Regions from separate parts of the Mus musculus genome. Here regions 2, 3, 4 and 5 are each linked to region 1. The links are chromatin contacts, called in public promoter capture Hi-C maps. All regions are on one chromosome and are shown on one strand. Each heading gives the region's core, a stretch centred on a gene start, on an enhancer-like site or on the middle of the called end of the contact. The rest is flanking DNA. Distances are from core to core; before and after follow the strand shown.

Evidence for each region. Promoter capture Hi-C pulls out the DNA fragments that hold promoters and counts their contacts. Capture Hi-C pulls out chosen DNA fragments and counts their contacts.
Region 2: a contact with region 1 is called in a promoter capture Hi-C map of pre-B cells. The contact joins the promoter of Itprid2 here to the promoter of Prkra in region 1. A contact is called at or near these places in 3 of 39 promoter capture datasets (the 3T3-L1 cell line, liver and pre-B cells), 1 of 115 datasets of contacts at active chromatin or transcription factors (astrocytes) and 1 of 9 other capture datasets (liver).
Region 3: a promoter capture Hi-C map of adipose tissue shows a contact between it and region 1, with 3 times the contacts expected there. The contact joins the promoter of Atp5g3 here to the promoter of Prkra in region 1. A contact is called at or near these places in 1 of 39 promoter capture datasets (liver) and 2 of 9 other capture datasets (adipose tissue and liver).
Region 4: a contact with region 1 is called in a promoter capture Hi-C map of pre-B cells. The contact joins the promoter of Ube2e3 here to the promoter of Prkra in region 1. A contact is called at or near these places in 2 of 39 promoter capture datasets (liver and pre-B cells), 1 of 115 datasets of contacts at active chromatin or transcription factors (astrocytes) and 1 of 9 other capture datasets (adipose tissue).
Region 5: a contact with region 1 is called in a promoter capture Hi-C map of liver, with 6 times the contacts expected there. The contact joins the promoter of 4930445N08Rik here to the promoter of Prkra in region 1. A contact is called at or near these places in 3 of 39 promoter capture datasets (liver and pre-B cells), 1 of 484 Hi-C or Micro-C datasets (CD4 T cells) and 1 of 9 other capture datasets (liver).

The regions. Positions count from the first base shown.
Region 1 is chr2:76,645,325-76,651,050 of GRCm38.p6, forward strand. Prkra (protein kinase, interferon inducible double stranded RNA dependent activator) reads right to left here and starts at 2,703. Exons shown (of 8, transcript NM_011871.3): 1 at 2,468-2,703; 2 at 1,801-1,970. The coding sequence starts at 2,532. Pjvk (pejvakin) reads left to right here and starts at 4,949. Exons shown (of 6, transcript NM_001080711.2): 1 at 4,949-5,308. The coding sequence starts at 5,098.
Region 2 is chr2:79,632,368-79,638,093 of GRCm38.p6, forward strand. Itprid2 (ITPR interacting domain containing 2) reads left to right here and starts at 3,058. Exons shown (of 18, transcript NM_080558.4): 1 at 3,058-3,377; 2 at 3,666-3,711. The coding sequence starts at 3,173. Gm46751 (a long non-coding RNA gene) reads right to left here and starts at 2,695. Exons shown (of 2, transcript XR_001783386.2): 1 at 2,615-2,695.
Region 3 is chr2:73,908,676-73,914,401 of GRCm38.p6, forward strand. Atp5g3 (ATP synthase, H+ transporting, mitochondrial F0 complex, subunit C3 (subunit 9)) reads right to left here and starts at 2,651. Exons shown (of 5, transcript NM_175015.3): 1 at 2,577-2,651; 2 at 2,280-2,385; 3 at 1,189-1,266; 4 at 509-702; 5 at 1-32. The coding sequence starts at 2,318.
Region 4 is chr2:78,865,670-78,871,395 of GRCm38.p6, forward strand. It overlaps Ube2e3 (ubiquitin-conjugating enzyme E2E 3), which reads left to right and starts at 3,378. Exons shown (of 6, transcript NM_009454.2): 1 at 3,378-3,736; 2 at 4,788-5,009. The coding sequence starts at 4,816.
Region 5 is chr2:74,575,812-74,581,537 of GRCm38.p6, forward strand. 4930445N08Rik (RIKEN cDNA 4930445N08 gene) reads left to right here and starts at 3,233. Exons shown (of 2, transcript NR_166470.1): 1 at 3,233-3,313. It overlaps Lnpk (lunapark, ER junction formation factor), which reads right to left and starts at 3,137. Exons shown (of 13, transcript NM_027133.3): 1 at 3,008-3,137.

The sequences.
Region 1 (5,726 bases), core at 1,453-3,952:
TGGTTCATGCAAAATTATGAAGTAGCTACAAAATGGAGTATGTAATTTCGTAAGTTATTAAGTAGTAACAAAATAATTCTAGGGCTGGGGTCACCACAACATGAGGAACTGAATTAAAGGGTTATATCATTAGGAAGGTTGAGAACCACTACTGTTCTAGAGCACAGGTAGCAAGAGAAAGAGAGATGCTGACTCAACAGTTGTCCAGAAGACAGGGATTTATGGCAACATAGACACAAAGACAGGGGGAAAAGGGGACAGGACAGAGTCAGCAAGACAACCTCAAAATTCTATTGACCAACTGACTCTGGTGCCTCCCAGCGGGGGGAAAAGGAATGTAAGAAAGAAAAATGAGTTTAAATGAAAAGATGGTTGAGTTCAGGACAAGAGTCTGAGATGTCTTTCCCTAATATGCCCAAGCAAAGATGCCCAGAAAGCACACAGGCAGATATGTCTGTTCCTGGCTGAAGACAAAGATTTCAGAGTTACAGTCTTTTTGTTTGTTTGTTTTTTGTTTTGTTTTGTTTTTCAAGACAGGGTTTCTCTGTATAGCCCTGGCTGTCCTGGAACTCACTCTGTAGACCAGAACTGCCTTGAACTCAGAAATTCACCTGCCTCCAGAATTATAGTCTTTAGATAGTAGTTGAAGCGGGGAAGGCTGAGAAGTTACGACAGGAAGACAGGGCTGTATGAGAGGGATCTAAGGTAGAGCAGTTGAAATAGGTTGCTCATCTCTAACCCAAATGCACTAAAATGGAAAATGGCTTTTCTTCTTGAACATTTCTCCCAAATATTTGAAAAATGACCAGCTAAAGTAGCAACGCAACTCTAACCGTGTGTATTTCCATAAGGAAACTTCCAGTGCATACTTACAACCAATCTACCCCACACACAAACATTTAAAAAGCTTCAGGTTTTTTTTGAAGTTGCTCCAATAAATATAGGCAACCTCAGGTCCCCATATTTGAATATATGATATGCTCAGACTAGCAGACAGTGGAACTTTAGCTTTTTCTAATTTTTCTTTGTATATTTACAAATTAAACTATTTAACAATTTTTATGCTTTCAGCTAAATAGGTATGTAGGAAAATAATGTCCACGTTTACAAATGGCAACTCTGGTAACCATTTTCTCAGGCTTAGACTAAAAGAAGGCATTAATCTGAACTTTAAAACTTCATTGGTGTGTGACCTTGGGCATGTAGCTTATGAAAAGGTTTTTAAAGTTGCCACTTCATGAATAAAAAGAGGAAACAATTTTATACAAAATACTTATATAGTATTTAGAACTAGAAGCTACTGTGCGCTGCAGCTTGAAGGAATACAGTATGGGAGTCTTCTATGTTTCCCTGATTTTTCATGGACACACACTCAAGCGTGGTAGGTACCAAGAATCCGAAGTTCCAGATGTGTCCATAAAAAGGGAAACTCGGAAAATTCTGACGGCGTGGCTACTAGCCTCTGCGCTGGTAACTTTGTAACTTTGAAAGGCGATAGCACCCACGGACTTGGCTATCGGAGCTCCAAGAATATTTCCAGTTTTTAATTCTTAAGAGGAACTTTAGCCGGCTCCCCAGGTACTGGAAAGTGTGCAGGATGCTGGGAGTGTCTGAGCTTCCTTACATCTTAGCGAGACAGAACTAGGGAGCGAAACAAATGAAGTTGATCCTGGAGTCTCTTGTCTTCAGAGTACACTCCCACAGCCATCTTAATTAAAAGGGCGCTTTTCCTTACTGAAAAGCAACATAGAATCAGGGCCTCCAATCCACATGGTCATGGGGAATTAACTGCATACAGACCTGTGCAAGTTATGTCACCAACGGTTACTCTGAAGGTGAAAGTGGGCACGTGTACTTGCACATCGGATCTTTCACATTCATAAACTGGAATGTTCTTGGTCTTCATGCCGTACTCGTGCAATACCTGAATCGGTGTTTTCCCAGGCTTAGCTGTTATCATCTTGCCCAAACTGCAAAAACCAGAAAAAAACGTAGGCATTGCACGTCAAAGCTGAAAGGGAAGCAAAAGCATCCACTTCTCAGTTTTGACAGTCACAAATGGTGACAAAAAGGTTCTGCAGCTCCCCAGCGGCCAGGATCAGTGGCAAGGCCTGGGCGAGCACCTGTCCCCGGGTGCTGCAGCCCATGGAGGAGAGTGGAGAGGTCTGTACAGAGAACTTGAGAGCGGTGGGAGGGATGCTGAAAGAAATCGGGTGGGCTTGGACTAGGCAGCTAGACACCCGGGTCTGCGCCTCAACACTGATCAAGTCCTCCCGATCGGCTAGCTGCCTAGGGTCACTAGAGGGGCGGGGCGCGCAGCAGACCCCCAGGGCCCGGAGGGCGGGCCCAGCGCCACGCCGGGAGAGGGGGGAGCTTTACCCAGAATGCTGCCCGACAGCCGGCTCCCTGCCCCTGCCCCGCTGCCCACCCGTCTTGGGCCTTGAGGCCTCGACGGCCCGGCGCTGACCTGAAGGTCCCGCTGTCCTCGCGCTGCAGCGGCGGGGCCTCGGCACGATGCCTGCTATGGGACATGGCGAGAAGGGACGGCTGGCCACAGCAATCAAGAGAAGTGTGGATCTGGGTCCTCCCTCTCCACGTCGGCCAGTTCCCGAGAGGAGCGTGCCCGCGCTGCCGCTTGGACGCCCCTCGAATCGCTGCCTGCCTCCCTCCAGCTAAGGGACAGGAGGAGAAGGAAGGAGAGGCGGGGCCTCGGCGCGGAAGAGCCGGCCACACCCCCTCTCTGCCCAGCCTCTCTGCCCCGCCCCTCTCTGCCATGCTCAGCCCCTCGATGTTCTTGCTCCACTTTGCCACAGTGCTCAGCCCTTTCCCGTTCCTCGGGCTCCGCCCTCTCTGCCAAGTTTCTGTCCTTCCCAGCTACCGCCCGCTCTCTAGTTGGGTTCCCAGAGCTTCTCAGAGCCCGGCCCCGCCCCTCCTGCGACCTGGCTCCGCCCTCTCTGCCAGTCCGGGCTCTTCCCAGCCTCTGCAGGCGCCTCCCCCCACCCCCCGTTCCGCTTCCAAAGCTTCTGAGCGCCCGGCCCCGCCCCTCACCCTTCTAGGCCCCGCCTCCATTGCATGTCCCGGCTCTTCCCGGCTCCTGCCTGCACCCCGCTTCGGTTCCCCGAGTTTCCCCTCCCGCCTTTAGTGGTGCAGAGAGCCTCAGTCCTTTGTCCTTAAAGGGAGGTGGCTTCCTTCTCAGCGAGAAAGCTAGTAGTAGGCTACGAGCCTAGCATGTTTGAGGAGCAAGGAAAAAAGATTAAGGGTTGGACTACTTTAAGAAAGATTTAAAAATTCGAATGGTAAATTACTAAGAAAATTGTGGATCTTGGCCCCGAAACTTGAGACCCGAGAGCGTCAGCTAAGGGGCAGCCAGTGGCTTTAAGAGCCCTGGATCCCTGGGCCCGCTGCTGTCTGGCGGGCCCGCTGCTGTCTGGCGGACTCTTGTGACCTGCTTAGGATAGTGGTTTTCATTCTTCCTAATGCTGTGACCCTTTAATTCAGTTCCTCATGTCGTGGTGACAACCCCTTCTCCCCCTCGCCAACTATAATATTATTTCTTGCTACTTCATATCTGTAGTTTTGCTACTATAATGCAACCCCAGGGGACTTGCAACCCACAGGTTTAGAACCTCTGCTTTGGGAACATGTGGGATCCCCAAAGAGATGCTGGAGGTGGAGTGCATAGCAAGGATATTTAGACCAGTTTCCAGGATTGCTCTTCCGGTTGACCTGTGCAATGGAGAGTGATGACGTTAACCTGGAACGCTCCACCTACAGAGTATGTTGTGGGTGTGTTAGCGCTTCAGAGCGTCTTAGAATTTGTGAACTATTTGCACAATGGCTCCTGTGTTTACTTAATGCTCTAGAATTGAATTCTAGAAATATTCTTACTGAGAGACTCCTAAAAGGTTTTTTTGTTTGCTTGTTTGTTTGTTTGTTTGTTTGTTTTTTAATGGAAGTTTTAGGTTGATGTACAAAAGTATTTGGTTCTGTGATGGAAATTTGTTTTGGTTGTATGAGAGCCCAAACACTTGGAAGCAAGGAAAAAATATCCGGAATTGAACCAAATTGAATTCTACTGGGGCTTAGGTTAAGCCTATTCTCGCTTTTATTTCTGTATAATATACACGGGTTACAATCCAATAATGCTATTACACTTATGTGTTAATGAATATCGTATTGTAACAACCACAGAGACACTCAAAATATATCAACCACCTATGGCCAGACAGTATAGGTTTGTTTCTAGAATTTAATTTAATGGATTCACAAAATTTCCTTGAAAATAAGCCAAAACTTTATGTAACTATTTTATAGGTAGAGTAATTGGATAGCAATGAGCAACAAAAAGGAGGTAAAATTCAGCAGGACTCTTATCAGTTGATGTAGTCTGAGCTATTAGTTTCAGAGTTAGAACCTTCCATAGTAGTTTTTAATATGTAATGTAATAGTAACTAAAAAGCCTTCAAGACCCTATAGAGATCTGCACCCAATTGTTTTTCTCTATAGTCTGTGAATTGATATGTGGTACTAAACATATAGTTTCACAAGCATACAAAAATCTGGATGAGAGACATGCCTGTGTTAGGATCTGTACACTGTGAAGCTTCAAAAAGTACTTTTCTGCTGCCAAAATTCACCTGCTGGACTTGTGAAAGAATTCCTCTTGGATGATGGCCACTGCAGATCATATCCAGGCCTAATGTTAGATTAGAGCCCACTTGCACCGTTTGCTGTGAGCCTCCTTCCAACTGGCTCATTGCTGGGGGGAAAGCCCTTTCAACTGTGGTCTCCTCAAGGACTTTGGTAGTTTGAATTAGTTTTCTCTATATATTTTAGTTCTGTAGGCTGCCATTCCGAGTTAGACTTGCTTTTAGTGTATCATTTACACTACCATCTATTATTCATTACCCGAGTTCATGAAGGGAGGTGCTGTTGTGAATTGCACACCAGCAAACTACTTGGTGAGCGTGGGCTTTATAGTTCTAACCTGCGTAACTGTATTTAACATCAAGGAAGGCTTAGTTTGGTGTCTGATTCTCTTCTTCAAAAATGGGTTCGTTGCCTGAGGGTCGCAGTTGATGACATCTTGATATTAATATGTTTGCTGCTGCTACCAAGAGCTTCGTTAAGCAAGTTGGAGATGGAGGGAGATTAGTCCCTGTCCCAAGCCTCAGCGAAGCTGACAAGTACCAACCCCTGAGTCTGGTGGTGAAAAAGAAGCGGTGTTTTCTGTTTCCTAGATGCAAATTCACATCCACTCCTTTCACACTTAAAGATATTCTCCTGGGAGATCGAGAAATTTCAGCTGGTAAGTTTAAATGTGCGAGAGTGACTCATGATGGGGCTATATCATTAATAACCTAACAGGGGTTGTATGGATTAATTATATTAACAATACGCATTTTAAGAATAAAATCAATTTTTATGTGGTAATAATATCATTCAGGTGAACAATGCTTAAATTTTTATAGTTTCAAATTGCTTATTGCTTAATTTTAAAATCAATTATAAGTTGTTTTTAACTAAGTGGGCTTAGAAAAATGATGTGTCTTGACCTGTAAAATATAGGATATTATTGGGTCTTACCCATTTACATGATCAAATAAATGAAAGTAATTTAAATTATTTTACAGTTTACTATAATAGGTAAACTCAGTTTTTTAGAAATGTGGGCACTGGAAGATTGAACTTGAATTTTCCTGCTTATAAACATACACTTTAACAAC
Region 2 (5,726 bases), core at 1,808-4,307, 3.0 Mb after region 1:
TATGTGGTATTATCCCAAAAAAGGGTAAAAATTATTTGATATAACTACAATTCTGCCATTCAGATCAGACTTTTAATACAAATTTGATTTACATAAATATAACTGAAATATTTGATTTACATAAATATAACTGAAATATATTTATAATTTATAAATATAACTGAAACAGTTTCTTAACTAGAACCAAAAGGCCTCAATTGAACTACAGTCAAAGTAGATCTTATTTTCTAATTTTGAGGCCTATGTTAAAGTTAGAATTTTTATATTATATATCACTTATTATTGAAGCTTTTCCACCTGAAATTTTGTTATTTAATCAGAGTATGTTTTCTGTTCTCCCCTGAATTCATTAAGCTTTTAAGGAACATTTACATAAAAATGGAAATAGAAGAAGCTATTCATTAGTATTAGAATATTCCTCCATATGAAATCGACTTATTTTTGTGTTTTTCAACATAATAACTGCAATGGCCCTAATAAATACCTACTTCAGTTTTTAAAACCCTTGCAGTAACTTGGTAAGGTAGTTATGATTGCAGTTTCACATACGAAGAAAATGATATCCAGAGAGATCAGTTATGTGTAAAAATAGAAGGAAAACATTCAACTTTAGTCTGATACCAAAAGCCTTCCTCTTTCCACTCTACCTTGTTAGGTTAAATTGTCCATTAATATAACTATATTTCTCTTCTTCATAAGCATCAACAAATGAGACAATATTCTTAATTCAGAGTTTATAGTTGCTATACTCTAATTATACTTTCTGGGCTTACTTCCCTTTTTCTTTGACTGTGATTGAATGACCTATAAATTAGAAGCCATACTTCATTACTGCCTTTCCCCAGAATTCTTTGTTCTCTAAAAGTACAAGCAAAGCTAATTAAAAAAAAATAAGCATTGGAGAAAAAACGCAAAGCAGACAAAACCCGAGTTTGTCTCATTTAAAGAAGAACAATAGCAACGGACATCTTGCCTCAAGAGTAGGCAGTATTCTATGTAGACTCAGCATTGTATTGTGGATACATGAAAGATATGAAAATATGGTCCATAATCTCTCATGTTTACAAAGTGGCTGGTAAACTAAACATATTGTCTGGATCTGATCATATTATTTACTGCTTAATCCATTCCCCTCAATGAACAGCGTGTACATTCTGTTGTACATCAAGGAACTGTAAATAGGATGTGATCATGACTGGGGGAGCCACAGAGTGAAGACATCCCGGATCAGCTGGTTCATGCAGGCAGTAGACAGAACAGGAATGATTTAAAAAGCAAGGACAGAGAACCAGCCACAGCACATGGATGTGTCAGAGTGGAAGTTGGAGACAGCAAATGGATGGGACAGAATCCAACAGGGCCCTGGATAAAACTACTGGAGCCAGTGTCCTCTACAGCCTTTGACCAACCACACCAACACTTCTTTAGGCACTTTCTTTTCATCTGTCTCATATTCCACAGGCAGCTGCATTGGAAGGATATGAAAGAGGTACCTTCATCCTTAATATAGAGCTCCTGAAAGTCTAAGACATATTAATAACTAAATGATCCCTTACCAGTGAAAGGTCAAGTCACTGAGTTGCTGGTACCATCCTTGTAGCTCCCCTTACAGTTCACTGTAAGTGCAGGAGGGCCATGATAATGCTGGGATGGCTCCGGGAAGCCAGCTTGGATTTTGGAATTGGTCTTGGGGATATTGATAAACCATCAGGAGTTGTTGTTTCTATCAATGATTAATGATATATTGGGAACTATCAAACATATGGACCATGCTAGAAAGAAGTAAGGACCAAAGACAGGAAGGTCCCTGTGCTACTTTAAAGATGAATAGATTATGTGCAAAGGCCTGCACAAGAAACTAGGTTCCATCTCATCTCAAGGACACTACATTCTGTGTTCCAAAAACTATTTCCTTCATTTATGAATGCACACTTAACTTGGACTTTTATGAACTGCAAATATCTATTTCAAGTGGAAAATTTCTTCCTTAAAATATTATTTATGTAAAAATGTCCTTTTTAGTCAAGAAAAAGCATAAAAATAGACCAAAGCAAAAAACTATTCTCACTTTGCTTGCAGAGTTCAATAAAATGTTGGAAGCTTTCTATATTGTCTGTAGATGGTTTAGGACATTCACTGTTTGATATGTAACACTTTGTCTCAATCTGGATAGAATTTTAATCTTTTTTTCCTCATAGGAAATACAAGTATGATAAAGGGGACGGAGGAAGCTGGGATTTAAGAATTGTTTCAGAAGCTTGGCATGACCTGCTTCTTGTTACATCTTCTAAGTCCCAAATCCAAGCAGTTAGCTTTCTTTATACTCCCAGGTCGCTTTCTTCACTTCCTTTTTTTTTTTTTTTTGTCTGCAGCTTCAATGTGACATACCCACTTTTTTCTCACTGGATTTTCATACCTCACATAACCAGGACACACAGGTTTCTCAAAATGTGCGAGCAACACCAAGGTAAGCTTTGACAAGCTGACAGTACAATCTCACGTCTCTTTCATCCTTGCCCAATCCTGTAGGCATCCTACACTGATTAAGTCTCAGCAGCCCAGTCACTTGTTTGCACGCGGGGGCGTTTTATGAGACTTGGCCTTGGCACTTTACCTCTATTTCTGGACGAGAGAGGAGTTGAGAGAAGGAAAAGCTGTAAAGCAAACAAACAAACAAATCTGGCTCTTTCCTGAGGCCACCGCGAAGGGGCGGTTCGGCTCCTAGCCCGTCAGGACGTGCCCCGCCCCAACTCTCGTCCTCACCTCCCGGCAAGACCGCCACCGGAAGAGGGCGTGGCCTCCGTCGTGGGCGTGGCGCACAGCTGCGAGAGGCTGGACTGTGCATTAGCGGGGGCGTGGCTAGAAAGGGGGCAGGGCGGGGTCTTAGAGTAGGCGGGACCGGGCCGGGCGGGCGCTCGGCGCCTACCCGGCTTGCCGGAGCCACTCGCGCTCCTGCGCCCCGCCAGGCCGGGTTCACGTGAAGCGCCGGCCCTCCGCCCCTCCCTCCCTTCCTTCCCTCCCCCCCTCCCTGTCCCCTCCTCCTGCGGCGCCCGCTCTGGCTCCCCCGGGCCCCCTGCCCGGCTGGGCGCTGACAGCAGCGGCGGGGGTCCCCGCAGCCGCCGCTGTGTCCCGCGCAGGCTCGGGCTGGGCCCGCGGAGCCCCCGGCGCGGCCATGAACCGACCCCTGTCGGCGGAGGCGGAGGAGGAACTGGAGTGGCAAGTGGCGAGTCGCAGGAGGAAGGCCTGGGCCAAGTGCCGCAGCTCCTGGCAGGCGTCGGAGACCGAGGATCTGTCCACAGAGACGACGACGCAGGACGAGGACGAGGACGACGAGGAGGACCTCCCAGGCACGAAGCTGCCGGCACCCGCGGGGCGAGGTCGGTGCGCGGGACAGGGACGTGCGATCAGGGAGGTGGCGTGCTCCGTGCCACCGGGCGCGGGGACCGGACGCCCCCGAACTTTAAATGCGCGCGTGACCCGCGCTTCAGCTCCAGCATGTGCACCTGGCTGCCGGCTGGCTCCCCTGGGTCGGGCGCCGGGAAGGCTCTCGGAGGCTACGGGTTGCCAGGGCAGATTCTCCTGCAAGGGAGTGTCAGGATGGCACAGCCTCTGAGTACTTATGTTTGGGGTCTTTAACGAGCTGTCCCTTCGCTCTACTCCCGCAGGAAACGTGCCCAACGAGAAGATCGCGATATGGCTCAAAGACTGCCGGTAAGTAAAGCGGGGGTTGCCTGGGGGAGAAGCGAGGGGGTTCGACTTCGTCTCTGGGTCCCGTGGTCACTGTAAGCTAGGAACCGGAAAGTGAGCCGGCCGATAGCTTCCTTCTAGAAGCGATTAGAACTGGAAGTGCTGTGGCCGCTGATTATTTGGTGACCGAGTTGACGACTTCAGCAGTCCGGGCATGATGTCAGCAGCAGATCAGAAACTAAAACAGGTCACAGTGATGCTACTTTGGCTGGTCGTGCTTTCTCTTGAAATAATTTTGATGTTTCACAGAACCTTTTATTTTTCTTTATTTTGGCATCTGCATATCTGGCATAGAATCATTTTCCTTTCAAACGTGTTATAGACGAGTTTAATTTACTTAGCTACACTAACTGGGGTTTAATTTGTGTTGTGTGCCTTAGGTCTCTCTGGGGACCTATTAAAACTAGCCAACTTGCTCCTTGGAGTTTAAGTCCTGGGACAGGGTTTTGTCAGATGGCATTGGAATTCGCAGAAGGAAATGGAGCTTTGAAGGCATTCATACTTTATGAGTCTGTTTAGTTACATACTTTGGCAACCTGCACAAAAATGTTTGATAAAATACAGAGGAGATGGGTTTTATTACAAGTAAATTTGACTAAAGTAAAATGTGTTTTACTTCTATTTTTTCCCCCAGTTTATTTGCTCTTTGAAAAACCTTGTGTGTGAAGACTATAACTTTTAAACTTTGGTTGGCATTTGCTTCTGGGCATATTATTGTTTTCGCAAATTATGTTTATCCTAGGGATTATTTGGTTGTTGGTTTTTTTTTTTTTTTCTGTTTCTTTTTGAAAGCTACTCACATATGGAATTATTTTTTTTTTTTTTCCCTGTAAAGACCAATAGCTGTCTCTGTCTTAGTTCATAACTGGAGCCATACTGATTGTTAGCTGCAGAATTTTACTTAGGCATCATAGACTCGTCTGAAATATTATGGGATGTATAGGCATTCCTTTTAAAGATGCACAGAGGCAAATACATTGCTTCAAGACATCTTTAGGTTAACCATCAGCCTCTTTTAACCCCTTGATTTTCAGATGACAAGAATATGGCCTTTACAAAGCACAGTACTATACTGTGTGCCAGGGGCTCGCCATCAAACAGTGTTAGATTAGAAGGCTGAGATTTTTAAATGTACATCTTCAGAACTTTCTAGGAGAGAACTTACAAAGCAGCATCTCTGACGTTTCCACATCAAGGAGGGAACGGAGTAGTCTGTCCTTGCGTTTATTCAGGACTTTAAAGTTTACATCTTGGTCTCATTTAAAATCCACTCCTTAATATGTTATTGGCTTACACTGAAAACAGGTCTTAAAATTTCTAGCGTTTTTATCTCAAGGGGATAGTCGAAGGATTTTTCTTTTTCAAATGTAAGAACAAGAGAAAAATCACATTTCAAAAATGATATATAGGAATTGAGATTGTAGAAGAAATCATATCAAGGAGATGGAAAATAAAAACAGTTTTTAGATAAATGAAGTAGTCTAATGCTAACACTGACCAGGACTCAGGACTGGTCCAGAAAATTCCAGAAGTATCATTGCTAAACTTAATGTGCACAGATTATATAATTATCTAAGGAAACCTGTCGTAGATTTCTTTCTTGTTCATGTACTTACCCCTATTCAATGTACAAGTAGTTTTTGTGTGTACCTGAGATGATCATTAACATAATTTGTATATTGTATGCAGATAGATGATCTGAAAGACATTTTCCTTCCTTGGTAAATTCTGCAATACTGTTTCCTCATTGCTATCCATATTCAGGGTAAAGATGTCATGTTTTTTCTTTTCCAGTGGAGTCTTTATTCTGATAACTATATTGATTTATTTACTAACCAAATGACTTGACACAATGTCTAAGAAGCAGTAGAAGATTCTGGTGGGATTTGGAGGGAGGTGTCCAGAAGTAGAGAACTGCTTTTGAAGAAGTCCAGTTACGTTCTGCCTACTTGCCATTTTCTGTCAGTGAAGAATAGCAT
Region 3 (5,726 bases), core at 1,401-3,900, 2.7 Mb before region 1:
ATGAGAACAGCTGCTGCTTCAGTGAAGGGTTTCTAAAAGAGACACAACACAGATGACTGTTACTGTGAAGCAACGTTGATGTCAGCACATTGGGTAAATGGTAGAGTCAGATATCTAGTATGGGGATCTTTGCAAGTCTCATGGGGGTGCTATCTCCTATACCACTTTGCTTTTGTCTCTCAGAGTATTTTACCCACTCCTAATCATGTGGCATAAAGTCAGGGAGCTATCTTCGTATGCAAATATAAATCCTCAGTTTACACCACCTTGAGGGGTCCTGACATTTGTGATCTCCTTGACTCTCCTGACTGGTTGGAGTTATAGGCGTGTTCCCTAGCCCCTAGCTCTATCCTCACTTATTTAAGTGACCAGTGCACACACAGCTCAGAATATAATGCAAGACACAGCAGACACTTCATTCAAAAGGGCTACCATTATTTCATCATTTCCCTCTTTCCACGTCTACTTTCCCACTGAGTCTTCACCTTACTCTGACAGACATGATTACCTGGCATAACCAATGATAAGACTGCCAAAGACTGTTCCAATACCAGCACCAGAACCAGCAACTCCTACTGTTGCAGCACCTGCACCAATGAATTTGGCAGCAGTATCAATGTCTCTGCTGATTACACTGGTCTGAAACTCCCTTCGGATCAGCTGACACACACCATTCTGGGCCCCATTAAAAACTGTAGAGCCCTGGGAAGAGGAAATAAGGCAAAGGTCAATTCAGTAATCACATTGATTTTAACTACTATAGTGCCAAAACCAGTAACTTCTTTATACTATAGCTTGGTATGAATAAATAATTGTATGGCTCAAGGAAAAAGAAAACCAAGAGCTTGATATAATTCTTATCTCGTATAAGATAGTTAACAAGACCTATACCTCTTAGGATTTTTAAAAGTATAAAACAGAATAATGAATATGCTTTTCAACAAAGCAGGCTTTTTTGGATAACCGTGGCTATTTTAAACACAGATAACTCAAAACTATAAATACAGCCTAAAATATTTATTTGCTAATTCAGAAGGTTGTGCTGGCCAAAAGTTCCTCTCAGTGGCTCACCTTCTATGTATTATTTAATAAAACTGGAAAGAAACCACCCATTAATACACCCCTTCATGATAACAACTCTGTAAGACTTATTGACAGTGTTTCCTAATTTCTGTTATTAATACTCACCTCTCCAGTCCTAGTCTCTGGCCGAGATAACACTGATGCAGAAATTGGTCTATATGCAACTCTGGATCCAGCTCGGATCTATTAATGGAAGGAAAAGAAAGAATTTCAAGTACTAAAGAGTACACATTAGTCTTCAGTGACCTCTTGTGCAACTTTAAACTCTAAAGGAGAAAGCAGAAGAGAACGAACAGATTTATTATCTCTGCAATTAGCATGGCCTTTGGTCATTGTGCATACACAAAGCCAACCTAAAATTTTATGCTAATGAACCATGGAATGTTCTATTTAATCTATCTGTAAACAAAAATCCTAAGACCAATTAGTTACCAAGTGACTGAGTGTTGTGGAAGTTTCAGTAACTGTAGTGCTGTAAATTCAAGTAAGTTATGTGGGCTCATAAGGGTGTCGCTATGATTTTGATCATTTACAACAGTCCAGCAGCTAATGAAGCTCCTACAATTTTCAAAGGATTCCTAAATACCCACTAATTCTAAATTTACTATAGAGTTAAGCATTTTGATGTCAGCTTAACAGCCGTTGCAATACTCTCACTATAAGGACATCTGGCAGTCTGGCTTCTCTGCCCTTGAGTGTCCACGGACACTAAGGTCACAGAAAATCCCTCCAGAACCAGGACCCGATTCTCTAGCACAAATCTTTTAGATTCAGACTTCACTTAAAGCCTCCAAAAAAGCAAGCTTCGGGGCTCCCCAACACCTTTCTCCGCCCACACAAGGAAGCAAAGTCCCTCCCTCTGCAGCGGCGAGTTTGACCTACAGACGCGCACGGGAAACGCTGTGCAGGCAACTAGGCCTCAGCTGCCCCTTCCTGACTTCTCAGCACCCCGACCTTCGCGTCGACCCCAACTCCATAGGGACCGGGCGGTGGGGGAGGGGCGCGCTCCACGAGCAAGGAGGCTGTGACCTACGCCCAGAAGGCCTGTCAGCTAGGCCTCGGGGGGGACACATGGCCGGGAACTGTCTGCGGGCCCCAGGGTTGGGAGGGAGGGAGGGAGGAGAGGACATCGGGGCAAGGGTGAAGGAGAGCCGGTCCCTCGGCGTGAATGCTGGGCCGAGGCCCGGGTTACGCACCAGAGCGGGGGTGCGGGCGAGCTTGGCGCAGGCGAACATCTTTCTTCCTGGCGGCGCGGCGTGGATCTAGGTGACAGGCGACGTGGGCTCCTCTCCCGCTTCCTCTCTGCGGAGCGAAAAGAGGCTTAAGGTCAAGTGTCCCCCCCAGGGGCCTGTCCTTGCCACCCCGGCCCCGAGGGGCCCCGCGCAGGCGGTCAGCGTGGCCGCGTGCCCGGGAAGCGCAAGCCCGGTGGACAGGGCCGGGAGACCCGCTCCGCCCCGGCCCGGGCCCCGCGCCCTCCGTTTACCTTCGCTTACCTCCCGAGGCGGCGGCAGTGGCGGCGGCAGAGGTCGAAGCAGTGGGGCTGGGCGCGCAAGCGCGGTGCGGCTCTTATCCGCGCCGCAGCACCCGGATGGAGAAGGCGGGGGAAGACGCTCAAGGTCACTTTGTAACAACTTTATTGGTAACTCTCAGAGGAGGACAATGACAGGCCCCCTCCGTGACCGGCTGGCGGCCAGTGAAATGAAAAGCACACTGAAGACGACTCTTGGCTTTGTTAGTGTTACTAACGGTGCAGATAATTTTTAGTTGTTGTCGCTATCGCAGACTGAGCCTCGCTCCTTGCACGTGCCAGGCAGGGGTTCTCCCAGGGAGCTACAAGCCGACCCTGATTTGGCTTTTATTTCAAACAGGGTGAGTTGCTCAGGCAGGCCTTGAGCTCAGTATGTAAGTTAGGGAGAACCTTGATCGTCCACTTTCACCCTTCCAAGTAGTTAGCTTCTTCATAACCAACTCCAGCGGGATTATTTCTTTGTAAGACTCTAAAACAGGGTTTTTTGTTTGTTTGTTTGTTTGCTTTTGTTTAAGACGACAAATCTTTTCTCAGAAGACCTACCTAGAAGTCCTGGGAAGAACAAATGACGGTTCAAGAGCTTTGCAACTCTGTAGACTAGGCTAGCCTTCAACTCACAGAAATCCTCCTGCCTCTGTTTTCCAAGTGCTGACATTAAAGCCATGTACCACTGTGTTCTGCTGCCTTCCACCATTATAACTGGGAGAATTAAGAGATAATAATGTATCATCATTTCGGACTAAAAAAGTGCCTGAATAGTTTTCAAAATCTATTCAGCACCCAGTTCTGATAACTTTGAACAAACCAGATGGATGCAGAAATGTCTCAGATAAATGGCTGTAGTTCAACGTCTGGTCTTCTTATTGATTTTTTTAAAATAGTTTTTTTGAGATAATATAATCTCATAGGTTCTCCCCTGTTTTAGGGTTTTAATGCTGTGAAGAGACACCACGACTACCGCAACTCTTAGAAACAAACAAACAAACATTTAATTGGGGCTGGCTTACAGTTTCAGAGGTTTAGTCCATTTTCAGCATGGCAGGAAGCATGGCAGTGTTCAGGCAGACACGGTGCTGGAGACAGAGCTGAGAATAGCTGAAGGAAGAAGGCAGGCAGCCAGAAGAGACCACTGTTAGCCATTATGCTTGCCTTATGCTTCTGAAACCTCAAAGCCTGCACCCCCCCCCCCCCCAGTTACACACTTCCTCCAACAAGGCCACACCTCCTAACGGTGCCATTCCCTATGGACCCGTGGGGGCCAATTTTTTATTCAAACACCACTCCCTCCCATTTCCTCCCCCCTCCTCCTCCTAGACACTTCTTGACTTTTCAAATCTGAGGCCTCTTTTTCTTTAGTTTTATATACATATTTAGTTGTATGTATATATGATATGTTTTTAGATATAAAATTATAACTTGCTCAGTCTGTTTGTTTTAACCATAGCATTTTCTCCAGCCTCAGAAAATCACCATTGTTTTTGTTTTGAACTTGACTATTCTAGATCCTTCATCTAAGTCCTGCATTATTTGTCTCATTGTAACTAGCTGCTGTTTCTTTTAGTTCATTACATTTATTTATTTATTCTGTGCATATGTGAGGGCAGACAGATGTGTGTATAGGTGCATATGCCACAGTGTGCATGCAAAGGTCAGAGAACAGATTGAGGGAGCCAGGGCTCTGTCCTCACCATGCGGATTCCAGGGATTGAATTCAGGTCGACAGGTGTAGGGCCAAGCAAGCACCTTGACCCACTGAGGCATCTCACAGCATACTCCTGCTTTTCTTTTTTTATTATTTCTTTAATGTATATGAACACACTGTAGCTGATTTCAGATATACCATGTGGTTGCTGGGAGTTGAACTCAGGGCCTCTGGAAGAGCAGACAGTGGTGCTCTTAACCCTCCAGCCCCATTTCTTGGTTATTTTTGAGACAGGATTTCTCTCTCTCTCTCTCTCTCTCTCTCTCTCTCTCTCTCTCTCTCTCTGTGTGTGTGTGTGTGTGTGTGTAGGCTTGGCTGTCCTAGAACTCACTTTGTAGACTAGGTTGGCCTCAAACTCACAGAGATCCTCCCGCCTCTGCCTCCCAGGTGTGGGGATCAAAGTTTTGTGCCTCCACAGCTAGACAGTTGCCCTTTTCTTAAGGTCAAGTTTTGGATTTTGAGATTGGATCTAGTCATACAGTCCATGCTGGCTTGGAACTTTGTATTCTCCTGCTTCAGTCTTGAGAGTCCTGGGTCACAGCACCTAGTTAAAGACTGATGTCTTTCACACAGCAGATGTTTTTATTGTTTATCCAGGTTGAGACATGTGTCAGAATATTTTTCTTTTCTAAGGCTGGATAATGTCCATATGTATGTATGTATGTATGTATGTATGTATAGATGCATGCATCACACATGGATTAACCATTCACTGGTGAAGGACACTTGGGCTGCTACTACTCTTTGGCTATTGTGAATAATGCTACTATGATCATAGTTGTAACAATACATCTGAGTCCCCACCTTGAATTATTTTGGATACATAGCACAAAATACTGGATCATATAATAATTATATTTTAAAAGGACATGCTGTCTTTCACAGTGGCTATACCATTGTATATTTCTAAAGTAAATACAAGGTTTCCAGTTCCTCCATATTCTTACCACCATGCACGCTCACTCCTGCTTTTTCTCTACTCTCTTTTCTTTTCTCTTCTCTCCCTTTCTCTCTTCCCTTTTCTATCTCTGTCTTTCTCCTTCTCCTTCTCTCTCCTCTTTCCCTCCCTTCCTTCCTTTCTTCCTGACAGGGTCTAATGTATCCCCATCTGGCCTGAAACTTGCTCTGTAGCCAAGGGTTACTGCGAACTGCTAGTTATTCATAAAGGAGACAGTATGTTGGAGGGAACAAGAACAGAAACTAAACTTGGTTATTGTTGTTGTTGGCACAGGGTCTCCACATAGTTCTGGCTATCTTGGAACTCACTATGGAGACCACAGCTGGTCTCACAGGTGTTCATCTGCCTTTGCCTCTTTTTTTTTTTTTTTTTGGTAAGATTTATTTATTTTTATTATATGTAAGTACACTGTAGCTGTCTTCAGACACTCCAGAAGAGGGAGTAAGATCTCGTTA
Region 4 (5,726 bases), core at 2,128-4,627, 2.2 Mb after region 1:
CTGTTCTCACAATTAAACATACTTGCATTGAGTGGCAATGTTGATGGGAGAGGGGATGGTTTCAGTAATGGTCATAGCCATTGCACTTGGATTGATTCCGTGTCTTTGCTCTTCTATCTGATCCTCTTAGGGCTGTGAGAGGCTGGCAGGACCCCATACTAATGAGAAAGTGAGTGAGAGAGTGAGAGAGAGGGGAGGTGGGGAGGGAGAGAGACAGAGACACACAAGGAAAGCGACAGAAGGAAGTTGGGATGGAGGGGATGTCAATCATCATGTAGCTGATGTCTGCTTCTTGGTACTACTTTGTGGGCATCTTGTAGGGGAACTGCTATGTATTTTAGGGGATAATGTGTATTACTTTGAACTTATATATCACCGGAAGTGGTTATTCATCATGATGATCTCTAATTTCAAACATGGACATTGCAAAAACAAATAGAAAAAGTACAAAGTAGGGTGCCTTGTGAGGAAGGACTTTCTCGAGACAGGGTTTCTCTGTGTAGCCCTGGCTGTCCTGGAATTCACTCTGTAGACCAGGCTGGCCTCGAACTCAGAAATCTGCCTGCCTTTGCCTCCCAAGTGCTGGGATTAAAGGTGTGCGCCACCACACCTGGCTCTTACCCAAACCAACAGTTCATAATTTAAGAGTTGCTCCTAGTCAACACACAACAAAGTGTGTTCCAGGACAGCCAGGGCTATACAGAGAAACCCTATCTCAAAAACCCAAAAAAAAAAAAAAAAAAAAAAAAAAAGAGTTGCTCCTGGGTCAGGGAGGTAACATCATGGTACTTTGAAGGACAGCTAGAAAAAGCACCTGACCAGCCCCGTTAGTAAACTGAATGGGTGTGTGTGTGTGTGTGTGTGTGTGTGTGTGTGTCTGAGTACTTAGTCTTGTAGTGGCAGAGGCTTCTTTCTCTAACCTTACAGATCCTTTCAATGGTCTTCCTAGCTTAACGACATGGAAAGTACTACCTGTTACATGCCTAGTAAGTTCTTTTTCTTGCTTTCCCTTTGCCCTGTGTTAGGGATCAAATCCAGGCCCATGAGCATGTGGGCAAACACTTTTTTATTGAGCTATATATCCCCAAATGGTTTTCAGATATTTTACCAAGAACGTTTTCTTTATTGTATATACTTTCTCCAGGCCTACAGATCCCTCCAGGCTCAGTCTAATATAACTTGTCTTGGTTCAAGCCCATCACCACAACTCTGAGCTGCATTAATAACTCAGTTGTTTAACTTTAAAGAAACTTTTATTACATAAAGGTTGTCACATATTTGGACACCTCTCTAGGTCCTGTGGACCTAGCACAGGACACCTCTCTACTTTGTACACAGTTGCTCTCACTCTCCAATCTCATTTTCTTTCTCCTGTAATACAGTATTTCTTAGTCTTTATCTATTTGCTTTCTGACCAACTACACACTGAGCAGAACAAGTGCATTCCCAACTGCTTAAGAATTTGGTAGTTCCCAAATACTCCATCGATCTGGGCTCCATGAAACCAAACTCGCCAAAGATTCATGGACTTTTTGTTAACAATTAGCCTTTGGGCCTTCAGGCTATTTCTAGGGTATTGAATTTCCCTGAGCCTCTCACCTTTTAACACACAGCCAAGCTGCATCCACAACAATGCCCAGACTCAACACTGGCTGCCTGCTACTCAAGCAGTGTCTGTTACTTAATGTAAAGTTACTTAAGAGTGTTACTTAATGTAAAGTTGGGAGATGTCTGATTCAGACCCTGCCCATCTGCTCCCTTTCATTCTGTCAAATCGAAGTGTTGGGGGATTGATCCACAAACAGACCATTATCCCTCTTCACACATGACTCTGTTCAAACTGGAACACCCTTCTCCCCATCCAGGTGAATGTCAATAATGGGGTCTCTTTCCAGTCACTTGGCAGAGCTCTTGTCGGGGAGGGAGTAAGGAGACGGCTCTGGACACACGAAGCAGTTTATGTGCTTAGCATATACCAGGATATAGCTCGCTTGTGTAAGTTCACTGAATCTGTATCTTTGAAACGTTACAGATGTGACTTATTTATAGTTTCGAGTATTTTTTTTTTCTTTTTTTTACCAAAGCTCTTCTATTTGGAGGAAAAATAGTATGTTGGCTCACTTCTTTTCATTTTCCTTTCTCTTGAGCATTGGCTCATGTCTTATGGCTCCGCCATTCTAGTTTCTTCTGTGAACTCCTCCTCCCAGGACCCCTGGCCCTGAACACTCTTGAGAGAGGAATGCACAAATTCCTTCGAGGTTCCATCACTGGAACATGGTCTCAGGAGCGGCAAACAGGAAGTTTCTGGACTTCTGTCTATTTTGTGCTTGGGGCAAAACTGGACTCCACTTGGAAGATTCCGCAAAAAGCAAGGCAGGAGTAAACCAGCAACCTTCCTGATTCCTATCTAAAACTTTTAATGAGGACAGTGTCATATAGAGTCAGTCCCTCCATGGCTTCTCTATCCAGAAGTGGTCTCTCTCTCTCTCTCTCTCTCTCTCTCTCTCTCTCTCTCTCTCTCTCTCTCTCTCTCTCTCTCTCTCTCTCTCTCGCAAAGCAGAGCCCGCCGCCAGACACATCGGGTTATTGCCCCTAAACTTCCTCACTCCACTTTTTACATCTTGAGCGGGACATTTAAAACACAGTTTGGGATTTTGTAAGTTTCCAAAGCGTCCAGAGGGCAGTCCCCTTTTGGCAGCGCCATTGCAGGACGGGAGCCAGAGATTAGCCGAGGTAGGTCCCCTGGTCTCAAAATCCTATTCACCTCGCTCAGAAGCCCAGGACTCTACCTTGCTACTTCCTTCAGCTCAGAGGGGCCAGAAGCAGCTTTCCTTTGCCTGCGTGCCTGGCCTCCTCAATAACACCATTCATCGCCTGCCTCTCGGGGCACCGGGGAAGCCCCAGTCACGCGCCAGGGTTCTCGCTCAGGTACGGGATTCCCGGGGTAACCGCCGGCCCCTAACCTCAGGGGCGGGTAGTCCACTGGGCAGCGTCGGCCCGGAGGCGGGCTCAGGCCGGAAGCCACCCGCGGCCCCGCGAGACCGCGCCCCCGCCCCCGCCTCCTCGTCCTCCTCTTCCAGTACGAGCTCGGCGGCCAAGGGCGCAGGGGCCAGCCCGCCGGTCCCCGCCGCGCTCTTTGTCCCGGCCGCGCGCGGGCGGACGCGTGCGCATCTGCCCCCCCGCCCCCCAGCTCCCCAACCTCCGCCACCCCCCGCCCGCCACCCCCCACCCGGCGGAAAAAAAAAAAAAAAGAAGGCGCAGCGGGAGCGCGCTCGCGCGGGGGCGCGCGGGAGCCGCTCGCGCCCCCTCCGCCAGGCAAGCAGCGAGCACGCGCGCCGCCGCGCCCGCCCCTCCCCCGCCCGCCCGCTCGCTCGGAACTTGCTGACTGCGCGACCGGGAGGAGCCGAGCCGAGCCGAGCCGAGCGCAGCGGCGGGAGGCTGAGCGCGCGGGGGGCTCCCGCGTCCCTGCGCCTTCGCCTTCGGCCGGCAGAGCGCCCACCCCACCGTGGCTCCCGGAGCGCGGGGCGGCGCCACCCTCCGGCCGCAGCGCGGCACTGCACGGCCGCCTGCGACTTTCGATGTTCCACACTCCCGGGCCGGAGCCTCGGCGGCGGCTTCTTTTCCCGCCCCCCCGGTGCCCCCCCCAGGCTGCCTCCATTTCCTCAAGGAAGGTTCCTCGGCGCTCTCCCTCCCCCACAGCGTAGCGGCGCACGAGCGGGCCGGGCGGGCGGCCGAGGTAAGGCGGCGGGGCCGGGGCCCGCGTGGGGGGCGGCGGGGGCGGGGGCGGCAGCTTTGTTCGCGCCGGGCGCCGCGCTCCTCAGTCCGCCGCGCTAGTCAGTCAGCGGCGCGGGGCGGCGGGTCCCGCATCCCCCGGCGGGCGGGCGCAGTGGCGCGGTCCCCTGCGCGGCCCTCCCCACAAAGGACCGCGGAGCTGCGTGGCCCAGTGCTCGCCCCGGGGCGGGCCGCGCCAATTTGTTGCACTTCTGGGGGTGGGGGGTGGGGGAGGGCTTTTGTTTGTTTGTTTGTTTTGCCCTCGGGGTTTTGGCCGCTTTGCGGATTTTTTTTTTTTTTTTTAAAATAACAAAATGTCGGTCGGTGAGGGAGGAATTGAGCGGGGAACGTCGATGGCACCGGGAGCTTTGCAGAAGGTGCAGTTTGGAGCCTGCCCTTCCCCGGGTGGCAGCTCGGGCTCGGCCCGGTGAATCCTCGCCGCCGGCCGTGGGGACGGCTGTGGGGCGGCTGCCAGTTGATTTTTTTTTTTTTTTTAAATTCGAGTGCTGTGTTCAAAGGCTTTCGGTGCGCACGGGAGGACCCCGTCACCGTAAATAAGCATATGGGCGACTAACGGGGTATGTTTTTCCTCTGGGAAGGAGGATTTGATCGCTCAGACCGGTGTCAGCCTGTAAATATTTAGACGGTATTAGTGACTTCTGAACATTCTCGGCGAGATCTGTTATTTACAGTTGTCATATGTTATTAATGCCCGTTGCCCAAGTTCCCTGGCAAATCTGTTTCATGCCTTCTGAGAAAGTAGACAATTGATAGATTGTCCAAGGGATGGGAAAAAAATGTGAGTGGGTTTTCCAACTTGCATTTTGGTAAATCCCTCAACGCCTGCATTATAAATTATGATACGTATCAGATTCCCTGTAACGTGCTGCACCCTAAGTACAGGGACTTTCGAATCCTTTTCAATAAAATACTCTCAAAGGTGCTTATTGAGAAGTGCATGCTGCTATTTTTTTTTAAAGATCTAATGTTTCTCCATGGGTCTCTTCTCTCCTTAGAAGTTTTCCCAGAGATAAGTTCACCAAGATGTCCAGTGACAGGCAAAGGTCGGATGATGAGAGCCCTAGCACCAGCAGTGGCAGTTCAGATGCAGATCAGCGAGACCCTGCCGCTCCAGAGCCCGAGGAACAGGAAGAAAGAAAACCTTCTGCCACCCAGCAGAAGAAAAACACCAAACTCTCTAGCAAAACGACTGCTAAGTTATCCACTAGTGCTAAAAGGTAATGTCTACAAGGGGAGGACTCACACGGTCAGGTCCCCTTCCCATTGGTGGCTTTTGCTGGCTTAACTTCAGTGGCAATAGTTCAGAAATAGTTCTCCATCAAACGTATGTGAACTTGAGTGGGCTGTCATTCTGTGTGTGGTATAGCCACGCAGTTTCCCTGCAACTATCGACTCTAAAGCCAGCAGACTTTGTTCTGTGCTGTGGTGACTCGAGGATGGCCTCAAGAAGAGCTGGGCACTCATTCTGACAGATGAAGGGCTTGGCAAGGGAAATCTGGTGAGTCCCAGTGAAATGGCTTGTAGGAGAGGTTTCCTTCTGTGAGTCATGTGTGAGTGAAGTTGACAGTTCTAGAGATCAGCAGAGCTTCTCTCCAGAAAACGGAATTGTCAGAAATAACAATATTTACCAGAAAATTGGTAAACTCCAGGCTTGGCTCTAGTGGGAAGCAGTTCTTAATGTGTGCTTTAAATTGGCTTACAATCTGTAAGAAGAGGACTTTAAATCATGTGGCACAGGTGTGACTGAGTGAGTTACTGCTATCCCACCTCCTCGTGAGGGCAGATACAACTCGGAAGTAGCTGTTACAGTTTAGGTGTCACCCAGTGACTGAAAACACCCTCGGCCTTCCTCTGCGTAGCTCCAGCATTGTGGATGAGCTTGGCAGGTTAACAACAGGGGGAACATTTCTGAGTCCAAGTGAGAGATCAGTTCT
Region 5 (5,726 bases), core at 1,983-4,482, 2.1 Mb before region 1:
TGGCAATGAATGCATCAGGTAGCCCAATCCCTACCAGATTAAATCTGAGTGCTTACATTTGCATTTGAGAAAAGCTAAATGGCTTGCTAAATTCCTAGGGTTTCCGTTAGAACTTTTAGATCAACTAGCCTAAAATAGTCTTTACTGCATATTATTTTTTAAATGAGCATATGAAATATGCTCGTAATTCATAATGAATACCTATTTTATGTCAGTTATTTATTTGGAAAATGTTTTGCTGTTAAAAAACAATGATTTAGCCTCCAGGCTCCCTGAAGCAAGAAGTTGTGCTTTTACATTTACCCTCTGAGATATAAGTCATAGTCATTAAATCCATGCTCTCATAAGCATAGCAACAATCGATTCTTACTGCTTCAGAAATTTTTCTATCACATTCTAGTAGTATTAAAGCTGATTTACTATAATGTACATATGATAGTATTTTTTAACAGATGTAAAACACAGGAAGATTGGCTATTTTCTATAGTACTGAGTTCATTTCTCAATCACACCCATTGCTGCTGTCCTTTCCTTTACTCCAATTCTGACTGACCATCACTTACTGTAAAAAAAAAAAAAAAAAAGGAGCCAAAACATTAAATATCCCTGTTTCTCAATTTCCTTATTTGCAAAAGACAGATAGAATCCTCTAGGGTGTTGAAAGGCTTAACTCTGTCCTGACTTACCCTAGTACCTGATAACATAGTCATTACCCATAATTGTTTTTCTTGATGTACTTATTGCCATTTTCTAATCCATCTCACTTTCTTGACTCTAGCATTTCCTTCTGAAGCATAAATCACTCCCTTCCTCAGGCAGCTTGTCCCCAAACAAGTGCAGTCTCTTTCCAGCTCTGATATCACAATGGGACTTAGCATGTATGACCTTAAGGGCTGAGTGCATCTAAATGTGGGGGGTTAAGATTTATTTTCATGTGTATGAGTATTGTGCTTGCATGTATGTGCACCATGTGTGTGCCTTGTGCCCAGGGAAGTCAGAAGTGGGTGTTAGAGTTACAGATGGCTGTGACCCACCATATGGGTCATCTGAGTGCCCCCAAGCTCTCCAGCCCTCTACCATACTGATGATGTTTTCCACTGTTATTCACACTCAGACCTAAGTGTTTTTCTTGAATTCTCAACTCACTTCAAATCACATTAAAACAATGGGATAAGGATTCAAAACATGGCTCAGCCATTTACCAGCTATATGATCTTAAACTTAGAGAGTTCTTAAACTCTGAGCTTTGGCTAATAAAGCAGTTAGAATATTTACATTCCTTGGAATTGTATAAATTTAGTGAACTTATTTATCACTTGGCACAGTATTTAGCACATAGTATTTAGGTAATTTTAGCCATTACTATTGCTGTTACCAAAACCACATGTAATATCTAAATGAAGCATGTGCCTAACATTCCATTAAATGAGTGCATATTTTAATTATTTCATAATTTAAAATCTGTAAGTATAAAATAAGTTTGTGTTTTTACTAAAAATATTTTTCTCATTTACCCTAGCATGGAAATAAATAAATGGAGTATTTTTCAAGCACTTCCCATTATAATAAACGTATAAGCCTTCATAGAAAACAACAAAAGAAATGGAGTTTTGTGGTTTTTAACCTTTGATTCCAAACTTAAATATAAACTAGTCACCTTTAACAGCATCTCCACATTATACTACACAATTTGGGTTTAAATGTGATTTGTTCGAAATCGCTTTCAAATGTCCAAATAGGCAACTCTGAAATATCTTACACCAGGTTTATTGCCCAAAAAAAAAAAAAAAAAAAATGGTAAGCACACTTCTAAAAGCACTTTTAATATGAGATGACCACCACAAAATAAATAAATATAAAAATTAAAAATAAAAAAGACTGACAGGGAGATTTCTATATGAACTCATACCTTTATTAGAGTCACCTATCCAAGCATTCTTCCAACATATAAACACCATAAACATTTATTAACATCATTACTATGGTGACCCCAATAGATGTCAAGGAACTTTTTAAAACTTCACTTTTAAATGAACCACTCTTGCTTAAGGTTCGTATTCGAAATCAACTTTGTTCTTCTAAGAAGGCACTATGGAGACCTTTGGGAACTAGGTATTAGCCCTGCCTGCCAGCTTGAACATATATATGCCTGTAACTAAATTTACTCACATCCATCACACCTCTAGACAATGTTGTCAACGCTAAGACTGAGGCCACAGAGACAGAAAACAATAGGCTCTAAGCACCACAAACCAGAAACCAAAAAGTAAGAACAGAACACTGAAAACTCAGTGAGTCGCAGGTGTTGCTTAAAACTGCACGCAGAAATAAATTCACCAATCCGAACTCTCCGTCCGCAAACACACCATCAAAGAATTAAACCTACTGATGCCCCTTGGAGTTGCTTTTCCCGGGTCGCTCCTGTCACCACGCACCTTCGTCCTACCCCACCCCTCAGACTGGTCGCTGTCCCTCCAATAAGTAAGGACAATGGTTGTGGAGCAGCTCCTCTAAGTCGCTCACAATCCACGCCCACACGCGGACGGAGCAGCATGACACTGACAGTTTTCAGACCTTCCCGTCGTGCCAGCTCAGGTGGACGCGGAGGTGATCGGGGCTCTCAGGGTGGATATTTCAGCTAGGGATGTGCTCTCTGGGACCTTCTGACACTTCTTAACACAGGGGGGGCCCAAGGGCTCGGGCTCTAAACAGCCACTGCGCGGAATCCCTGAGAACATACCCGGAAAGAACACCGGCCTCAGGGGAGGCAGAGCCGGGTCTCGTGCGCTCCGGAGCCGCTCGGGCCGCTGTTCAGGGCGATCCACGAGAGAAGGCGGCAACAGTGTACGGAGGGCAGCAGCCCCGCGGCGTGTTCCCCAGCCGCCACCAAGCTCTAGGCCACTTGGCAGGGGCGGAGGCACCCGGGCCGGCGCGCCGAGGAACCCGGAGACTGGTTCCCGCTGTCCGGAGCGCCTCCGTCTACGCGGCCCTCCCTTCACAGTCCTACCTGAGAAAAGCGGGCGCCGCTCGGCCTGGGCGTCCACTCGGGGAAGCCTGGGTCGCCACCGCGTAGAGCCTCTGGAGCAGGCAGCAGCACCTACAGATAGAGCGCTGGGCCCGGCCAATGCCTTCCCATCAAACCCCGCGCTCCTGCCGCCAGCCAATGGGCGCTGCAGCCGGCGCGCGCCGCTCCCCCATCACGTGATCCGGCCGGCCCAGCCGTTGGTGCCTCAGAGCGGCGGGTGTGGCAGGAGGATTTAGGCTGAGTATCCTCCGCGCTAGTGTAGGCTGTCGGTCCTCGGGGCACCACAGGGTAGGGCGGTTCCGACTGACTCTTACTAGTTCTGCCTCCTTTTCTCATGAACAACTCCCACGCCCCAGTCTCGCCAAGAAAAGAAACTGATCCTGATTGTCCCAGACCTTCTGAGCGAGAGAAGAGTGGGGAGGACAAAGGGGAGGGACGTTGAAGGTCGAGACCTGTGTGTCTGGAAAAGAGAGGGTACCTGAGATCCCAGATCAGCTGTCATCCAGAAGGCAGCAAAAAAGTTTACATTGCATAGCTCAGAAGCCATCCCAGCCAAGCAAGTGGAGAGAGACAGACAGACATCATACATAACACCTCCTGGCCATACCCCATGAGGGCTTTAGGCTTGTTTCTGTTGCTCTTGGACGTCAAAAAGGGTCCTTTCATGACTACGCGCTTATCTCACCAGCATGAGAAGAACTTGAAATGATAAGGATGGTCTTTTCAAGCTAAGGGGTAGCAACAAAGGCTGAGCTTTCCAAAATTACACTCTTAACAATCTCCAAAACCTCTGAATAACTGGGGCCCCTTAAACAGTAGTGCTGTATTTCCCTAAGAATTGAAAACGACCTAAAGAAGGCTGTATTCCAGTCAACTGCAAGTATCAATAACAAAACTTCAATGGGAGGGGTGGGGGCGCTCCATAGGCAAAATTAGGAGGGAAACTTCAACAAAAGCTTTTATGTTCTGTGTTCAATCACTTTTACGGGTTTTTCTTCTTTAGTTAAGGAAGAAAATGTTTCTGATTTTCAAAGTGCAATAGATATAATAATATGCTATGTTTACACTGACAACACCAGCAGAGAAGAAGGCATAGACATAGTATCTACTTTGTAAGATAATCCCCTAAATTCTAAGATCTTCAGTTACAGCTTTGTAAACTTAAAAGAATAGGAGAGAGCTAAACTTTAGTGTGCCATGTATCGCCTCACCAATGTGGAAGAAAGTAAACAGACATTTCACCAGTTTTTATTTGGAAAATTAGCCATTTTATTTCCCAGCCTTGGTAGTTTCTAAGAACATAAAACTCGTGCTGCCTCTTGTCTCAGATCTTTCCTAAAGGGAACAGGAAAGTTTTGTTTGTTTTTGTTGTTGTTGTTGTGTTTTGTTTTGTTTTTGACTCTTGCTAATACTTGTCCTAGGGTTTTTCATTGAGCTATCAGGGAGTTTAAAAATAAAACAGGACAGAGAGAAGAGAGCTAGCTAGAGGCAAAGATTCTAAAAGATCTAATCCTGAAAAAAAAGTTTCTAGGGAAATCACATGAGAAAAAATGTTAGCCTAGCCAGGTTTGAAAGGGAAACATAAAGTCTAAATCATCTCTCAAATCTTCCCAAGTATTTTTCAAGTGAGGAAACAAAGTAGAAAAATATGTATAGTGCTAAAGACAGCACTATATTTATATTTGTCTTATAAATGGAGAGGATATCCACCGAGGATATGGCTAGATGGTAGTAAGCTTATCTAGTGTATACAAGGCCCAGGATTTAGTCCGCAGTACCATGAAAGAAATGAAGAAAGTGAAAAGGAAGTGTGTCACAGGACAATGCAGGAAAGACAAACAGAACTAAACATGGGATATACTGCTAAACTGCAGACTCCAGGATGATTTTGAGTATTTATGGACTAGGCCCTTCGTTAAGTACTGAGGAAGCATACCATAGCTACAATAAAGCATCCAACAGGAGTGGGAAGAAAACTACAAGTTAAAAAGTGTTCTATGTTCACAGTGTTAGAAGGCATCACAGCAGCCAGGGATGATGGGAAAGCCAGTGGAGCGGCTGTTCTAACAAGTCCTCAAGAGTGGCTCCCTACTAAGCCTAAACCGTAACAGGACAGCATCTAAAGAAGTGAAATCCAGAGACTACTTTGAGAGAGGAAACAAACTGTTCAAGCTGATAGAATTTTAAGACTAATTTAGGAAGAGGGTATTCAATTTTCTTAGGTGTTATGAAAACTTACAGGTGGGGAATTTGTCAATCTAGCCAGAGGTGTTAGAGTAAGCTTTCTTAAGGAGGTCACACTCAAATTAGATCCAAAAGATAAGAAACACAATCGTGAAGAAACACAAGGAGTGTCCTATGTAAAGGCCTTTTGTTTGAAGCAAGCATTGCAAGCCTAAGAGACTAAAAGGAGGCCATTGTGACTGGACAAGGAGACAGCGATACAATGTGAAACTGGGCACCACACTAAAAGATCAGTTTGGCCTTGTTTTCTAAAAAACAAAACTTAATCCTTTTCTTGAGAAAACAGGAGTCTGATAAGATCAGAGCAAAATCATTCCAGCTACGGTGTGGGAGCACAAGTTTGGCCAACATTGGACCAATTAGGATGCACAAGTGATGGGTGAAGTTAGGCATAGTTTAATTGACAGAGGGAGGAAATAAAAATAAGAAGGGCAAATGGAACAAATTATAAAGTGAG